Linked DNA regions of Drosophila melanogaster: region 1 is linked to region 2. The links are chromatin contacts, called in public Hi-C maps. All regions are on one chromosome and are shown on one strand. The core of a region is the stretch at or near the end of the contact, and the rest is flanking DNA. Distances in the headings are between cores, read along the strand shown.

Region 1 (2,700 bases), core at 172-2,671, 860 kb before region 2:
TCGGTCGAAAATATAACAAAGCAGCTTAAAGAGCCTTTGTTTTTACTAACAACTTTTCCTCTGAGAGCTTGGCAGCCAAAATGAAATTAAGAAGAGAAATGGGGAAAGTATTTAGGACCTTAAACATATTTAGTAAGTGCTTAGATATTGGTCGAAGGATACAAAATTATAACTTGAAAGTCCTTTAAAGCGAATAACAAATATTCGGCTAACAAATGCTTTCCTACTAAATACCGCCTTTAAATTATTTTTGATTTTACCCTCTTCTTGTTAATTTATGTTAATTATGGACCCATTAAAAATCTGCTCCCGCCGATCTTTCATCGCCTGTAATATGCATATTAATTAGTTGTTTGACAAAGTTTTTGACGCAATTCGGCCTTGAAAGCGTTTGATGTTGCCCCGGGTGGAAAATGGTGGCTGCTTACGAGGCTGAGAAGTGTCTGCAACAAGTTGCGGCATTCAACGACGGTTCAATGGCCCCTCAATTGGTCCTTGGCTGGTTCTTTTGTGGCCAAGAAATTTCCTTGAAGTTGGCAAAAGCATCAGCGAGTGAATCTCAAGTGCCTCGTGGAAGGTGCAAAATAATTGGCCATTTAGCATTTTACAACAGCGGGATCAACAAATTTGAAATTGAATCTCTCAGCAGATGCGGCAACAAAGTAGCAAAATGGAACAATAAACATTTAGGAATGTATTTATCGTTACATGCAGCATTCTATTCGCTTTGGCCCTCTTTTGTTGCTCGTTTTATGGCCATTATCTGGGCTTTTGACTTTCCTTCTTTTTGGTGCCCATCACGGTGGCCACAGGTGGAAATCCTGGCCCGGAGTATTCAGCTTATTCGGTCGTTTGACGGGGTCACTCTTTTTTGCTTTATGGTCACGATTTTTGGGAGGCTGACGGTGGAGAACTGGAAGTTGAATGACTCTCGTCGGGTGTGTGAAGGACTCGAAAAGCGTGAATATTGGATTTACATAAATGCAAACATAAAAAAAAGAATAAATTAATATGTGCAGTCGTGAAATTTTGGAAAATGCATTAAATTTGTAAGCACGATAAAAAGTGTGTGGCTTCTATGGTTTAGATTAAATGTTGGGGCTTTTTTGTCATATTACTTACATTGCTATTACTAAGATTTTCATTTATTACATTTAAAAATTGTGATGTTTTTTTTTACATTTTAATAAATATGATATATATATTATATGTTTATATCTTATACATATTTAGTTTTACGATATAATGATTTTTAAAATATAGTTTGGAGAATCCATATATTTAAAGCTTTACGTCAACGGTATTCACTCTTACGTATGGTTTATGTCTCGGCTAAAATCGTAACAGAAAGCTCTATTGAGTGAAATTAGAACCAGTGACGTAAACGGTTAACATTGCGTAGAGTGCTGTTAACGCTGCGTATGAGTAATGCGAATTGAACGGAAATTCGTCTAATACAAAGTGAGCAAATATAGTAGCACTACGCTAAACAAGTTGTAGAATTAATCAGCATTACATTGGAATGGCATCTGGCGAATTTCCTGAAACGGAAATTCCTCAAAATAAAGCATAATATTCGCCACTTAGTCGTGCCGATTTGACAAGTACTCGCCACCACATTTGTCGCAAAGTTATTTTAATGACTTTAACTTGTTCAGCTGTCAGTTTCTGTTGCACTCGTGTCGCACTTTTATTTGCGTCTCAAGCGATTTCCGTCATATACGGCTCAATTAAGCGTTTGCCTCGCTTTTCTTTGCTTTAGAAATTTGCAAGTTGCAGTTCAATGCTGGTCGCGCTCTTCGGTCACCGTTCGATGATCCCTGGTAGCGCTAAAAGGGTTTCCAAAGGCCTTATACAGTGACCCCAAAGCAAATATACTGGCCAGTTCATGTCGACTCATAAGTGTTTCACTTGTTCATTAACTCTTGCCGCTTCATTCCGTGGGTGCAGTACGGATCATGATTGTAAATGACTTGGTCAGTAGATAGTTTTAAATATCTTAATGTAATGTAATGTAATGTAATGTGTTTTATTGTTAATATAGGTTCAGATAAGTTTTAATATAGCAACGAATGCATTTTTCTGCACTGTTGCTAGTTTGAAATTGTCAAAACTATTCCAGAAACATATACTCATGCCTGTTCGATTTTTAGAGATTTTTAAAGTACATTTCTTGAGACATCTGGCCAATCGTTGTATAGATTCGAGACGCACATTATGTTTATGGCGGCGGCTCTGTTAAATTTTCTTTCCACTTTCCGTGTCGCACGTTGCGCATTCGATTAGCACCTCGTCTCGATTATTTACCTGATGCAGCTGCTTCGTCTTCATTGAATAATTCGTGCTGGTTGTGGAAGATTTGCATCACAAAAGTCTCAGTCTGTATTTTGTTTTTTATCTTGCTTTTTTTTACTGTTTACTGTTTTTCTCGATCTTGATTATCTTGGCTTTAATTTGCGGCTTCCTACGTGTGGGCTTGTGTGTGCTGTCGAGGCAATTGTTTGACCATTGTGGAGATACAACACTTAGATAGCACTCGCCATTACAATGCAGTTTTGTTCGGCCAAAATGCGAAACGTGCCCGTTATTGACAGCGGTGAGATTTTCTATTGCGGCTGTTTGTCAACGAATGTAAATGTGAATGGAAAGAAATATATTTTCGTAATTGTTTGCGATTTTAAGAAATGGAAAGGAAGCTTG
Region 2 (2,700 bases), core at 109-2,608:
GAGTGCAGATGCCAAAGAGCGAATTGATTTTTAACATTTTTTGAAACAAATCAAAACTAACACAAAACAAGAAAAAAAAAACTAAGGGAGAGAAGTTGGTATGAAAATGCTTATAACAGTTCAGCTATTTTTGGTGACAGGTTTATAGGTTTAAGAAAAATGTATATAATAAAAGCGCATACCCCGAAACGATCACGAATATTTTTGAGCATCGTTGGAACCTATTTTAATGGTTTTATCCATTAAATATTTTGAATTTAGTTGAACTTTCAAAACAGCATAATTTTGTATTGCCTCTCTTTATTTTATACCCAAATATCTTCCCAACAAATCCCAAAGCAAAATAAAAAAAACTTTTTGTCGAGACTATGCAATTTTTTGAACGTCTCTTGCTGAAAGCTTAAGTATTTATGCTATAGCTATTATATTTTTGAAACCAATGTTTAAATGGATTTTTGAAGAACATTTAGTTTTGCATGCCCATGCGAAATGTGGCCTAATTTGTACAGGATTTTGATAGGAAACATTTACTTTTATATTCTTATTTTAAATGCACTTTACATTTTTATTTGCTTTTTATTTGTTAACTAACCATTTGAGAGGGAATACGATTTAGGCATTTTAATAGTTTATATTTTAATTTATCTTTACATATCCAATATAATGGTACTGAAAAAATATATCAACAATTTAGGGTTGTTATCCAGTAAGTAAATGCAATTACTGTTACTGTGCTAACCCCTTTAAGCAGTTAAAAAACCAAAACTGTAAGCTAACATAAAAAATCGAAACTAACTCGAGGAACAGGTTGCATTTTATTAAATGTAAATAGTTGTGAATTTAGGACTCATTTCATCGTAGGGTAACTCAGAATAATGCAAATAATAGTCTCGTCAAAAGAATCCACCCATTTATGTGAACCGATCCACCGATCCTTGAAACACTATTATTACTTATAAACGTATCCTTTCCCATCCCAAATGTTACAAATCGCATATATATTTTATTTATATCTTGTGTTAATTTTTCTTATACTTCTAAAATCATTGGATTTAATTTAAACAGTTGGAGGTGCCAAAGAAATCCTTCGGTTTTGAAGCCATTCAATGCTCTCTAAAATTATACAGTAAAATTATTGTGATTTATTATTCCACAACAAGTAGAAAGCAATTACAAGCATCAATATATTCAGATAATAGGATTATATTGGTCATTAGTTAAGGCGGATCCTTCAAACCTAAGAGATTTCTGTAACACCTTCGATTTGAACAACGATGCCATCAAATACGTAATCGTAACGTAAACTCAGTACACAAACCAAAACGTAACCAGTGCTAACACTTTGGGTTCGGTTCTCGACTACTCCTTGCAATGTTAACTCCCGTTGTGCTGTTGACGCTAACATTTTCGCCCTAACTGTTCTGTACTGCTTCAATCAAAATTCACCCACTCAATCAAATCATTCAACAGCGTGACCGTTATCGATTGAGGGTTAGTGCCTCCGATAAGGGCACTCCCGCCTCGGCAGCCGATGTCGATGTTGAGTTAGATGTCGTCGATCGGAATAATAAGCCACCCATTTGGGATAAGAGCATTTACGGGCCGATTCACATACGCGAGAATGTCACTGTGGGTACGGTTGTAACATCGGTTAAGGCAAGGTTTGTATAGCCAATGAGAACTCACAACCTAACATTAAAACTAAAACTAAACCTAACTTGCGAGTCTAACAGCTGTCGGTCTCCTTTAACATAGTCTAGATAACATTTTTTTGAACCAGCGGAATAACAATCGGCTAACCTAAACCTAGCATTAAGCTTTCAAGTATTTTGAACATACGGTCTATTCACTGTTACGTGAGCTTTGGAATGCAAATCCCTTTTTTTTTGGCATATCGTAAAGCTCTCACCGAATGCAGCAACCAAAAGTCCTGACCAATCTGTGAAACCGAATCGAAAATGGAAGTGCAAAAATTCAAAATCCTTCAATCTTTTGTTGCTGGTGTGTATTTGATTTTGAATCGAGCAATTCGTTTTTTAAATATGGTTGCTCCTCAGAATCTTTTTGGATTTTGCCGAGTCTTATTTCTTTCTCTATATACTAAACAAAACACATCACCCATTGGATCTGTGATTTCCCTAAAAAGACTCAAAACCCCTACATGAATTAATGCCTGGAATTGTGAGAATCGTAATGAAATTTTTGGTGTTGGTTTTCATTTGGAAAATACCCTGCTTAGACATGCGCCATATATCATAAGCAAAACAAGGTTGCAGTTTAGTCGTAAGCTAGTGGAGCAAGGTAACTACACAAAGTGTTCAAAAATGTTAAAAAGCAATAGTCGAAAGCGAAAAGAATAAAAACCGCAGCAAACTGTGTAAAGTATGCTATGAAAATTGTACTTATTAAATGCACAAAACCCAATATCAGTTTCTTATATTAAATATTTAGTTGACATTTTCATTTTAAAGCTATAAATATTTATTTAAATAATTAAACATTTTTTTTCGAAGGCTAGGGTCGAGACTTTACAAAATATTCTGCACTGCATTTGAAATACTTTTTATAAAGACCGTAATCTTAAAATGTTTTCCTTTCCCGTTTTTCGATTAATTTATAACTTATTTAATTGCGGTGTTGGTTTACAATTTATTTTTGAGTTTTAACCAAAAATCTACTATTATAACTACATCATTTTTA

What was found. Hi-C and Micro-C count contacts between places; a contact is called where the count stands out from the background.
Region 1: a Hi-C map of the Kc167 cell line shows a contact between it and region 2, with 8 times the contacts expected there. The contact joins two enhancer-like sites. A contact is called at or near these places in 23 of 107 Hi-C or Micro-C datasets (the Kc167 cell line, the OSC cell line, the S2 cell line and 7 more) and 1 of 6 datasets of contacts at active chromatin or transcription factors (the Kc167 cell line).

What each region holds. Positions count from the first base shown.
Region 1 is chr2L:18,575,087-18,577,786 of dm6, reverse strand. The region is part of intron 2 of Pde11 (Phosphodiesterase 11); the gene reads left to right. Among named protein-coding and RNA genes, the nearest start is that of Pde11, 14 kb to the left of the region's middle. Within about 2 kb of position 1,421, at least 23 of the 39 cell types and tissues checked have an H3K27ac peak or open chromatin away from gene starts, as enhancers often do. A contact at or near this core is called in the Kc167 cell line, the S2 cell line and eye imaginal disc, where this site is marked.
Region 2 is chr2L:17,714,684-17,717,383 of dm6, reverse strand. All of the region lies in intron 9 of CadN (Cadherin-N), which reads left to right. Among named protein-coding and RNA genes, the nearest start is that of CG43231, 11 kb to the right of the region's middle. Within about 2 kb of position 1,358, at least 35 of the 39 cell types and tissues checked have an H3K27ac peak or open chromatin away from gene starts, as enhancers often do. A contact at or near this core is called in the Kc167 cell line, the S2 cell line and eye imaginal disc, where this site is marked.